Linked DNA regions of Mus musculus: all the other regions are linked to region 1. Evidence: chromatin contacts called from public Hi-C and Micro-C data. All regions are on one chromosome and are shown on one strand. The core of a region is the stretch at or near the end of the contact, and the rest is flanking DNA. Distances in the headings are between cores, read along the strand shown.

The links. A called contact is a pair of places that touch in the nucleus more often than the background predicts.
Region 2: a Hi-C map of the C2C12 cell line shows a contact between it and region 1, with 3 times the contacts expected there. The contact joins the enhancer-like site here to the promoter of Bnc2 in region 1. A contact is called at or near these places in 5 of 39 promoter capture datasets (the 3T3-L1 cell line, 3T3-L1-derived adipocytes, maxillary cranial neural crest and 1 more), 11 of 484 Hi-C or Micro-C datasets (the C2C12 cell line, adipose-derived mesenchymal stem cells, cranial neural crest and 4 more) and 4 of 115 datasets of contacts at active chromatin or transcription factors (embryonic limb bud, fibro-adipogenic progenitors, kidney and 1 more).
Region 3: a contact with region 1 is called in a Hi-C map of the C2C12 cell line, with 3 times the contacts expected there. The contact joins the enhancer-like site here to the promoter of Bnc2 in region 1. A contact is called at or near these places in 3 of 39 promoter capture datasets (the 3T3-L1 cell line and maxillary cranial neural crest) and 13 of 484 Hi-C or Micro-C datasets (3T3-L1-derived adipocytes, the C2C12 cell line, adipose-derived mesenchymal stem cells and 9 more).
Region 4: a contact with region 1 is called in a Micro-C map of palatal mesenchyme, with 2.6 times the contacts expected there. The contact joins the enhancer-like site here to the promoter of Bnc2 in region 1. A contact is called at or near these places in 3 of 39 promoter capture datasets (the 3T3-L1 cell line, frontonasal cranial neural crest and maxillary cranial neural crest), 2 of 484 Hi-C or Micro-C datasets (nephron progenitors and palatal mesenchyme), 4 of 115 datasets of contacts at active chromatin or transcription factors (the NIH/3T3 cell line, craniofacial prominence, embryonic stem cells and 1 more) and 4 of 9 other capture datasets (adipose tissue, embryonic stem cells, liver and 1 more).

The regions. Positions count from the first base shown.
Region 1 is chr4:84,673,869-84,676,781 of GRCm38.p6, reverse strand. Bnc2 (basonuclin 2) reads left to right here and starts at 1,379. Exons shown (of 7, transcript NM_001369083.1): 1 at 1,379-1,807. The coding sequence starts at 1,805.
Region 2 is chr4:84,456,290-84,459,202 of GRCm38.p6, reverse strand. All of the region lies in intron 3 of Bnc2 (basonuclin 2), which reads left to right. Among named protein-coding and RNA genes, the nearest start is that of Bnc2, 220 kb to the left of the region's middle. Within about 2 kb of position 1,447, at least 49 of the 459 cell types and tissues checked have an H3K27ac peak or open chromatin away from gene starts, as enhancers often do. A contact at or near this core is called in the C2C12 cell line, embryonic fibroblasts, embryonic limb bud and 4 more, where this site is marked.
Region 3 is chr4:84,858,755-84,861,667 of GRCm38.p6, reverse strand. No RefSeq gene overlaps it. Among named protein-coding and RNA genes, the nearest start is that of Cntln, 24 kb to the left of the region's middle. Within about 2 kb of position 1,362, at least 2 of the 459 cell types and tissues checked have an H3K27ac peak or open chromatin away from gene starts, as enhancers often do.
Region 4 is chr4:84,501,597-84,504,509 of GRCm38.p6, reverse strand. The region is part of intron 3 of Bnc2 (basonuclin 2); the gene reads left to right. Among named protein-coding and RNA genes, the nearest start is that of Bnc2, 170 kb to the left of the region's middle. Within about 2 kb of position 1,364, at least 17 of the 459 cell types and tissues checked have an H3K27ac peak or open chromatin away from gene starts, as enhancers often do. A contact at or near this core is called in craniofacial prominence and palatal mesenchyme, where this site is marked.

The DNA of each region.
Region 1 (2,913 bases), core at 130-2,629:
TGCCTAAAGTCTATAGTGTTTCCTGCATAGAATCGACAGATTCTGAAGTGACTACCAATCTGCTTTGCATGGGCCTAGGAGGAGTCAGGAATTTGAACCCAACTAGTACAAGGAACTGCAGGTGCTGGTGGCCCTAATGTTTAAAAAAAAAAGAAAAAAAAAAAAAGGCTGGATCCACGTGGATAAGCTAACTCACATTCTCAGGCCAGCTGTTGCTACTTGGGATCTAGTCAGCCATGGATCCTGAAAAAAAAATTAAGCTTAACCATTGTGAATATACATTAAACTTATGACGGTGTGTGTATGTGTGTGAGTGTGTCCTAAATTCCAAGTCTACATATTTTCGGAGGAATTTAATTCTGACCTCTGAATGAAATTATGAGGCTTCTCCCTCTGCTTGGGGAAAGAGAGAATGGAAGGAGGGACGAGTTACTCTTTTCAGGAAGAAACAGTAATCAAACCTGTTTTCAGCCAACCAAATCTTCCGCAGGATTCTCTGATTTCTTAGAGCTCAAGAGTGTGCTAGAAACCTGTGCTTTCCTCCCGAGACAGATAAGCAAAAAGTTTGCTCTAGCGATGATAAATCTGCACGAGGCGGAGACGGTTTTGGCACACGGTGTACATTAGAAAGATGAGGATGATTAAGTCTCCCCCCTCCCCCCCGAATCTTGCAGCCCGACTGTGTTTTGCTTCCATTTAAGAAGTGTCCTTCAACCGCTGGCGGCTGCGTGCCGAGCCTGCCGCCGGCAACCCGTGTCTTAAAGCAGGGCAACTCGGGTCGTCTGAGTGTCACCCCACACGTGTGACTGGTGTCCGTCGCGGGCGCCCGCTAGGGTGGCAGTCTCCTTCCTCTCCCCCGCCAGCTGCAGCTCCAGGCCCAGACCTAGAAGGGGAAGGAAGCCCTGGCCGCAAGCCGCCGTCTGGGCCGGCACCAAAGCCGCCGCTCCCAGAAACTTTTCGCCCCTAGCTGTGCGCAACTTTCTGCCCCGGGTCCCCGGGCGCGTCACGGTCCCCGGGCTTCCCCTGCCTTCACTCCGGCGCCGCCCAAGGCAGACCAGAGCCGGGCCGAGCAGACCGAGAGTGGGAGAAGCCCGGAGCGGAGGCGCTGCGCCGCAGTCGGAATAAAGTTCGCGCCCGGTGCTCGGCGGCGGCTCGCAGCCTTCCCTCTCCCCTCCCGGCTCCTCGCATTTTTCCCCCTTGTTGACAGCTGGGCGCTGGCCGCCACCTCCACTTCCACGCCCGCACCCCCCGGGGGGCGCCAAAGTTGTTTTTCCATCCACGGAAGAGGGGGTGTGTGTCTAGCGAGGTGGGGGTGGGGGAGGGCTAGACATCCTCCCCGAAGCCCCTAGAAAAGCTTGAGGACAACAACAAAACAGGCGGCGAACACCCTAGTCCGGACAGTTGCGCCGGGAGCAGAAACTTGTGCCGGCGCGGCCACCGGTCCCCCCCGCGCCGCCGCGCGCACCCCGCCTCGCCAGCAGCCCCCCTCCCGGACAGTCCGTTCCCTTTTTTTCTTTTCTCCCTCTGCCCGGGGAGGAGCGGGACAACTCGGAGCGCCGGCTCGAGGGAGCGAGCGCGACCCTGGGCGCGGGTGTAAATCAGTCACCTGAGCGCCGAGGGGCCGCGGCGAGGGCGCGCGCGGGCGGGTGGGGAGTGGCGCGGGCGGCGAGCGCGGCCCGGAGCGGCCGGGCGGGGGAGGGAGCAGGCCGAGCGGCGAGCTGAGGCGGCCGAGGGGCTGGTCCAGGCGCGGCCGCTAAGAGGAGACCAAGAGGCGGGGGCTGCACTTGACAACCAGCATGCCGAGATGGTAAGAAGTTTCCACCTCCTCTCCGCTTGCGTCTGCACTTGGTAGGGACAGACCCGGGCGGGACGCCCCGGGGCCGCGGCGGGCCGCGTTCTCCTCTAGCGCCGCGGCGTGAGGAGGCGGGCAGCCGGCGGCGCTCCCGAAATCCACCCCCCACTCCCCCAACTTGGCCCCAAGTTCTCGAGGCGGCTGCGGGAGGGCGAGCGGGCGGGCAGGCGGACGGGAGCGAGGGCTCCCCGCGCCTTAGGTGAGCGGCGGCCAGTCGGGGACTCTGGGGACCGGGGAGCCCTCGGGGAGGGCGCGGGACACGGGGACCCGGGATGCACGGGGCTGCCGGGACCCGCGGCAACTTTCCCAACTTGCCGGCCTGTTGAGAGCCCTGAGCGGCGGCTGGGCATGGGTGCCGGGGCGCGGCCCGCGGCCCGCGTGGGGACCGCAGCGATGCCCGCGCGGCTGCGGAGGACGCGGACGCGGCCAGTCAAATCCCGCTAGACAGACACGTGTGTGCTTTCCCGAAGTGCGGTTCTGAAGCAGCCGGCCCACTGCGCTTACACGCCGACTGGACGGTGGGATTTGAGACCTGAAAGGGGGGCAGAATTTAAAAACATATATATATATATACAGTAGTGGTGGAGCTCAGGACAAAACTAGACGGAATCTCCCGTGGGATGAGGCGAAGATTAAAACAAAACAAAACTTGTAAGTGCCAAGTGGTGGTGGAAAAGGGATGGCACAGCGCAGGGGGACTCCAGCCCAGTCCCTGGAAGGGACGGCTTCTCTGCAGCGAGGAAGCAGGCAATTAGTTCACCCAGTGATGAGCCTCACTGTCTGCTTTCGGGAAGTCATTTGTTAGAAATGGGGCTTGACCACTCTTTTTTTCTTGGAGTTCCCTACCACCCAGTGTCGCTGTTGTTAGCCCCACTTGGGGGCTCTGATACAAAGTGGGCCCTATGTACATGGGATGTATAAGAAACGGGGTGATAGCAGGTTGACATTTTTTTTTCCTCTTCCCTTCCCCCTGATGTGACATCTCTTGTTTCAGAGATCAAAGTCACAACTGGAATGTAGGAGATGGTACTGTCAAATGCAGACATACACACATACAAAAT
Region 2 (2,913 bases), core at 198-2,697, 220 kb after region 1:
TTCTCTGTGGCTCTGTGTGCTGTTCTTATTTATGGGTAGCTGTGGTCTTTCAAACCTGAGTGGATTTCCCTCATTTGCCTTGTCTCATTGAGGAAGGTGTGGTGCCATCTTTCTGGCCCGAGCCAGCTCTAGTGATAGATTTGATGAACGGTTGCTTTGGACCTGGCCCTCACCAAGTGCACCTGAATTCACTAAGAATGAATTTAAATCCCAAGGGTCAAAGTTGCACTTCATGTGGCAATTCTTAGCTGCATAAAAACAAACAAAAAATATCCATAGAACTGTGGTATAAACAAAAAAAGAAGATGTAGTGTTGTTATGACTTTTGGATTAGATTACTGCTGAACCAAGCGTCTTTTTGACACAAGCTAAAAATAACGTGTTTGGCTAATTAGGCGATAAAAGCAAACATCAAAGGCAGACCTTTCCGTTAGTCCTACACTGGCTTCCTTGTATTTAAAACGCTAGCCAACAAATAAAGTGTTTGACCGTTGTTATTATTCGTTTTTAGTTGAGACTTAGTGGAAAACAATATCCCTAGGTATTTGTTTTTCTCAGCTTGATACTTAACCCTACTACCAATCACTAAGTAATAGTGAAATGTAACAGCTACTGCCTTGTCACAACAGACACTTAAAAACGATTTCTGCTTTTTCCACATTAACACGTCTAGATTAGGAAAGTGGAGCATATCTCTCCCTTTCAGTGATATTTATTCATGGGAATGATGGTGTGCAGCAAGAAAAAGTGCGTGCATGTAAAAATACCTTCAGCTTGCCAGGGAGGTTGCTTTATTTTTTTTTTTTTCCAGAATGCTCTTGATTTACAAGTGAAACTTACTCTTGTGTGAAGGGCAAATTTAAATAGTAGGAATTCATGCGGTCACTAGTGAGACATCAGTTGAAAAGTCTGGGTGTTGTTTTCTCTGTGTGGTTTCAGGTGTGTGTGTGTGTGTGTGTGTGTGTGTGTGTGTGTGTGTGAGAGAGAGAGAGAGAGAGAGAGAGGGGGGGGGAGAGAGAGAGAGAGAGAGTGTGTCTGTCGGTGAGCATCCGTGTTTACTGTCATTCCTTGCCCACTCTGTCCCCTCTCTTACTCAGATACATGTATATAGGCCACCTTCAGTCAAGGCATGTGACCCGTCCCACATGTGTCTCTGTATGTGTCCACATCCGCTCCTTTTATTGCTTTCTTATGGCATTCTGCTTTACAAAGTGACATTTTCTGAAAACAGTATGTTTTTACATTTTGTGGGGTTTTCTCCTTATCTCTGTAATTCCTGAGACTTTTTCTAAACAAGATGCCTGGCATTTTCTAAGGACAGAGCAGAGACAGAGCCGCCCCGAGCAGGCAGACACACTTACATTGCTTGTGGTTTTTCAATACAGCTGCGTTCAAATGGGCCTGCCTTTTCGGCACTGGTTCCAGTGCCAAAGTCAGACTGTCACACAGCTGGTAGTACTTACTGTACTTGCGGGAAACTATGTGATTCATTAGTTGGAACCGTATGGTTTTCACCAGTTCTGGTCATGTTTTTGTTAGGATGTGGTAAAAACATAAGCAGAGGGTGAAGGGACAATGGAAGCATGTGACTTGTTAAGGACTGGCCCCAACCCATTATTAGTTAAATTGTTCACCATAAAATGTCCTCTGTACCTCATAAGACAAATGACTTAATTTTTTATTCTTCAGTTGAGGTCATTTAGTCATAAGTAGTAAAAATTATCAACACTAAGCTCTTTTTGTCTTTTTTTTTCCCCTTTCTGCAAAGTATCATGATCCATTTAAACCCCAAACTGTAATATGAAGAGAAGTCATGCAAGTAAAAGATATTAATTTGCTGAAAAATGTCCATGACGGGTGAAGAACTTTTAACTGGAGTGAACTCTCGCTACTGATAAAATATGAGTGTGGTATTGCAGTTAATAAGAAACACTGCTAATACCACAGGATATGTGGAGAACAATAAACGGGAGTTCCTTTGTCCAAGCTCACTAGAGTTTATGGGTGGATGAATGAGTCTTTCAAATATTTTTGTCACTAATAGAGTTGGACTAGGGTGTTTGCAGTGTTTGTTACTGGGGTTGTGCAGAGCCGCTGGGCTGCACTGTGTCGCCCCTTAGCCCTCTATGGGGTAGTCTTTGAGACTGAGTGTTTCACACCTGCATAGGGTGAACTACAGCCACAGTAGAGTGGATTCTGCAGATGGTGTATTGTCTGTGCATAGGCATTTGCTTTCAAATTCACGTTCCTTTGAATCCTCCCAACGCTGTACCTTTGCCCCCTCTCTCCTAATCTACTATTGCAAAGGTGACATTTTTGAAGTCTTTGTGGGTAGTCTATTGGCAGATTATGCGTCCACCCTCTGACTCCGTTTTCTAACCGTTTCCTTTTAGAGCTCTGCACCGTTCATGCCTCAGCACATATGCTCCTGCAGTTGCGGCACTCTGCAGAATTAGAACCAGGTCTGTCTCTGACAATTAGCTCAACTGGCTACAGCATAAATAAAGGAATGCGCTCAGGGGCTGTAGTCTGTGACATGGTTTAACAGAGCGTAAAAAGGTGCATCTGTTCCCTGCCCACATTCAGTCGCCTCACTGTCACTGGGAAGTTATCGACACGGAGACATGCCTGTGCTGTTTGGTAAACAAGCGGCAGGTATTAAATTAATGGGGCTGTGAGCGTGTGCAAGTGCTGCTTTATTAAAAGCTCTGCTTTCCGGACTCACTGCTGGGCCACAGGCCGCCACTAGAGTATCTATTAAGATGACTCATGGCAGGGAATACTTCAGCACTTTGTACTCATTTCTAGGGGGGACCATTGACCTCTGGAAGCCTGATTAGGGAGAAAGGGAACAGAAGAAAGGTGGCCAGTGAACAATTGACACAGAGTTAGTAGACTGAGCCAGAAACAAGG
Region 3 (2,913 bases), core at 113-2,612, 180 kb before region 1:
ATATACACAAGTGAACATGTTTAAGGAAGAGAAAGTGCCACTTAAACGTCAACTGCACTCACCTCTGAGGAGGGTTAGAAGCAAGTGCAATTTGTCATAGCACCGAAGACAAATTTGTGCTATACTAACTCGTAGGGTGAGGGGGGAAATAGGTGTTTATTGTATTATTATCTCACAAATCCATTTGTGCCTTATGTAACCATGTATTTGTGATATACTTCATAATAAAATGTTTTTCAAAAGTAATGAAATAAAGAAGCAACCCTAGCTTCCGGCACGATCAAGAGACTATTACCAGTGGCTGACTTAAATCTCCATGACTACAAAGAGCAAAGCACTTGAGGAAACACTGCCTGGACCGAAGTTGTTGCCCTGAATGGTATCAAAGCTGGCGACAGGCTTAAAAATCTTTGTGGTGTGTAATTTAGGATTCCAATAAAACCCTCAAATTAGCTTCATCATTTTATAAGCAATCAAGCCATAAAGCTACCAAATATGAACTTCCTGAGGGAATTTTTTTTGATGTGACATTATTTTCTATTTTTATTATTTCCTTTTTATTGAACTTGTGAAACCATTTCTATAGTTACAGAAACAAAGAACAAAACATAAGATGAAAGCCAACGAGAGTTGATTGTAGACATAGCATTCTGAAGATATTTTCAGAAAACACACTTTCTATAACACATCTTGAAGGTGCCACAGAGCCTAGTGGATTCCTCACTGACGGTGACATTCAAAACTGACAAATCTGTTCAGTCTCCACACCAGACTTGGACGTAAACAAAGCTAGGAAGATTTGTACTCTGTTCTCTTACCACTAGGTTCATAGGAAATGAGAAGCAATGGTGAGACCCCGAATAGATGCTGACACAGATAACCAGAGACATCATAGTATCTTAATTGAAGTGCTGTGGAGCTGGGCAAAAGGCACCCATTAATGCTGACTAGCATAATGCAGCTTTGAGACCTGGAATGCAGAAGCCCTCTCTCATTAAAAGAAGCCCAGATGGCTCCCCAAATATGTAAGACCCCCAACTATGTGCTTTCTCCAGCCTCAGATCTTTAATCAACACAGATGCTGAGATTTTAGTCAAGGTGCTTGCCCTGCATCAGAATAAACTGTTCCTGCAATTAATTAACCCAGACCAAGCAGTTTTTGTGCTGGTCACAGATCCTCTGGCAACCAGAGGGGACCCTCATCCATCATCCCACAACCACCAAAACCCCTTTTAAATCCTGTCCTCTGACTCTGAGGGGGCAAAGTAAGGCGCTTCATGCTTCAAATGCTTGGGTACAAAATGAGTTTAATCCCACAAGGTTCCACTCTTTAGACCTTATGAAAGAGGCTTGTCCTTAGTTGTAAGAGGCAGCCACAGTTTCTTCACATTTTAATTGTTCACTGTGCTCAGTGTTTCTAAACACACACACACACAGCGCTGCCGTTCATACTACTAAATAAACCATGCAAACCAAACTAGCAAATACATCCAGTGTGAGTCTCTTTCCACGAGCTCAAGGTCTTCTTGAAAATTTTTTGAAATTCAATCCATGTCAACAGTGTTGAACTGAAAAAGAAAACAGATGTCAGTAATCTCTCTCTCTCTCTCTCTCTCTCTCTCTCTCTCTCTCTCTTTCTTCTTTTTCACAATGAGCTTTGGTACTGCCTTTTCCAATACAGAAGAGAAAGAAGGCAGAAGTAAATAAAACATTATTTTAATTTGATGATATTATAAGAAAAACAGTTTTCCCCATTAACAGGTAAACATTAAGGACAGATTAGAAACCTAGCCCTGGAGTTAACAGTATCACAGCAGAAGGGTAGTGGGGAGTGAGTGGGGAAACGAGGCGCCCCTCCCTCGACCCTGCCATCAGTGCAGGGTAAGCTGCACATGATTCCAGCTAGAACTCTATGCTGCCCCTAACTCCTGTTGATGTAGTCACTAAATAATCTATGTTTCTAGTCTTTTTAATTGTTTCTTCTTTAAATGAGATGTTTTCATTAATATTTATCTAAAAGTTTTGACATTTTCACGATTGTTTATCTCTAACTAAGCTTGTTACATCTTCACATTAGAATATTTTTCTGTGATAATAGAAAATATTGTATTAACGGAATGAGTGGGGGGGGGTCTGCTCAGTTGGGAGAGTGCTTATCTAGCATGCACAACACCCCGACTTCCATTTCCAGCACTGCATAAAATCAGGGACATGGCCCACTCCTGTAATCCAGACACTTGGGAGATTGAGGCAGAGGATTAGAAGGTCAGAGCAAGTCTGAGGCCAGTCTGGGCTATATGAGATCCTACTGAGTGAGAGGGAAGGCAGGCAGGCAGGCAGGCAGGCAGGCAGGCAGGCAGGAAGGAAGGAAGGAAGGAAGGAAGGAAGGAAGGAAGGAAGGAAATATAGTATTAAATCAGAATTCAGGAAGCACATGGTTAATAAGAAAATGCTTTATCAAACTTGTCTATCTGTGTATCCTTGGATTTCACAGTGGGATGAGCAACTCTCACAAGAAGGTGCCAGCTGTATATTTTGACTGACAGATTGGAACATTTTGGTTACAGTTGAAACTGTTTTTCTTTTCCTATATCCATGTTTACCATTCTTGCACAGTAACATGTCCTTCTATAACAAAAGATTGTTTGCTTAAGAAAGTCCATATATAGGGCTGGAGAGATGGCTCAGCAGTTAAGAGCACTGGCTGCTTTTCTAGAGGACCCTGGTTGGAGTTCAGGCACCCATATTACCGGAGAATGATACCCCAAACTCAAAGAGAACACAAGGTGATCTCGGCTTTGCTGCCGCAGCTGTGCTTACTGACCTGGATCTGGGTTCTCATTTCTGGGAAACAGAAGCTTAGGCCCAGCCTCTCAAACTGTCAGTTTGCTGACTGTCATGGAGTCGGCCTGG
Region 4 (2,913 bases), core at 115-2,614, 170 kb after region 1:
CTACTCAGTACCTGGATTGACTTTTGATAGAAAAGTGGCTAGAAAGTCAGATTTAGCTCACCTTATGTCTTGCCTTATTTTTCTGAGTGGCTTCTGAAGTAGATGCGAAGCTGGAATTTTCTGCTTAGCTTGGGAATTTTATTGATGAATAGCAGCACAGAATTGTGCACCGGCACGACTGCCTTCTAGGACATGGTCCTTCTAGGACAGCCCCCCCTTAACTGCTGATAAATGTTTTGTATATTTCTAACAGACTGTTGGCCTTTCTTAGCCTAGCTGCATCTCCTCATGGATTGAGTTGGTACAGTTAACTTCGCAGCTCTTCTCTTGGTTGAGAGTTCACTATGTGAGGTTTGACTTGGTGTTTTTCACTACTGAAGTGCTTAGAAAATTAGAGTAAATAATGAACCAATATTTCAGAACCAGATTAGACACAATTTACTGTAATGTTTCATAAACCACAGACTCCTTTCTTCAGTGAATGCGTGAAGGATCTCTCTCTCTCTTTTTTCCAGACATACCAGGGTGCAAGTGTAAATTTCCATAAAATTTAAATGAGGTGCTTCCTGTAATTAATGAACAGTTGAGGCTGCTCTCTGGTCTGCATTGTAATTAACCGTGATCAGGCTTGTTTAGTGATGACACTGTTCCTGTAATAATTTGACAAGCTACTGTGAATTTGCCAGGTTATTAAACAACCTGCAGCCTTTACTTACGGAGTCAGAGGGACGGGGTCCACAGCAGCAGCCACTGCCAGTTAAATGCAGCACGAGGGTGAACCAGAAGCCACCCCTTGAAGTCTATCTATCACCACAAGCAGATTTATATGCCTGTGACTTTGGAGAACTTAATTAATGTGGCATGGAGATATCTTGAAAACTTTTGTTTATTGTATGATGAACCTACTGGGACAAAGCTGATCATTTTTTAGGACACACAGTGAAGCCTGCACATTATCTGTAGTATATCAGTATGAACAAAATGGAGAGAAGTTTCCCTTTACTACCTAATTATAGATAGATATAACTAATTTTTTGAAAAGCTCTTTTAGGTTCACTTACATATAATAACCCCATATAATGCTATTTTCTCTCCTTTTTTTATTAGGAATAACAGATGAGTGTGTGCTAAGAGTCACATTGCAGGTCCTCAGCTCTAAGTGGACTGGTACCCTTATGTCCTCGGTCACTAGCACACCACCCCCCCTTTCAGGTTAAGAGCTGTTCAAAACGTTACTGTCTAGTTACTGTGGTGTCTTTCATTCAGATTCTGTTTATTGACTAAACCACAAGGATTCCTGCCCAAAGTACCAGGCGGTCTCTGCTTGACTGATTTTGATTTTCTAACATCAGCCCTGGGGTTTATTTGAAAAATGTACACACACTGCAGCTTTAACAAGTCAAGTGACTGCGTGTTTTTTACCATGGAGTACAGTATATCTGAAGATCATTAAATTTGGTGGTGGGGGTGGCCATGGCAGAACATGAGTGTGGTAGTCCTTGTATGATGTGTGTATGTGTGTGTATGTGCATGTGGTGTGTATGTGTGTGTGTGTGTGTGTGTGTGTGTGTGTGTATGTGTGTGTGTGTGAGAGAGAGAGAGAGAGAGAGAGAGATGGTTTTTGTCTTTTCATCTTCTCCAAGAGCCAGAAAGTTTCCTGCCGTTCTCTTTCCAGCTATTGACAAATGATTGCCAGATGTGAGGTCTTTGCAGCGCTCTTTCCCTCAGCAAACCTGCAGCGAAGGGATATTTGATTCTCCCTTGCCCATTTCATCTCCTTTCCACATCTGCCAGGGACACACAAGCAATACATCCCTACATGAGAGTTTAAAGTTTACTCAGCTCCTTTTCCCCCTCAGATAAAGTGTTCAGAGACAACAGAATGAGGTCCGCATGACGCCCTCCCGCCCTCCCTGTATGAAATTAGTTGTTTATTTTACTTATCTACCTCTTAGTAATCGAACTTTCATTTCAGTCTCCATCCAAGGAAAATCTGATGCAACTCTGGGAGTGCTAAGAGTTTACTATTGTCTGCAGGCTACAAAGAGTGTCACCACTACAGCTTCCCCCAAGTCCCTCAGCTCTGAGAAAGACAGTCTATTCTATAGGCTGTCCCAGGAAAGCATTTAATCTACAAATACCAAGTGTTAAGTGTTGAATGTTCTGTAGGATGCAATAGTCATTTAAAATTTTAAAAAACAAAAAAATCCAATTATGGGTGTGGAAAAAGTCACCTTGCTCCATGTCCCTGTGTTTTTATCCATTGTTCAAGTTGCTATGTAGGAGGCTGTAGTTTAATCACAAGTAGCTTGTTAAAGAGAAAGTGTAGGGAGTTTGGGAGGCGTGTGGAATTAACTTGCTTGGGGAGGCCACACACATAATCACTGACATGCACAGGGGCCTTGTGCATCTGTTTAGAATCTGTATTGATACTGATGTTTTTTGTTTCTCATCTCAGTTTGAAAATAGTTTCTAAAATGCCCTTATAGCTCATGTTCATGCTATAGGGTGGGCTGACACAGGTGGCCTTTCTGTTTTCCTATTACACTTTTTGGCAAACGAAAAGGCCCCTTATTCCCTGAATAAGATCAGGGTATTTTTTTAAAACATTTAAAAAATAATCCATAAAATGTCTGCCACATGTTCTCTAGTTTATGGAAATGTTTCCCAAATCAGAGCCATGTATTGAATTCTTATTATAAAAGTGCTAGTGTGTTTATTTCTATCACCTTTTTAGCTACCTGTGATTCCTATTTTATGTGAATTTGTGTTTTATGTGAAACTCAAGTGAAGAATTCAATGCATATTTCTGAATTTTTAGACTAAGACGTTTTATTGTTGGTATTAAAAGTGGTCAGGTAAAATAGCCGTGATTGCCTGGCATTGCAGTCAAAACAGGAAATAGTAACTTTA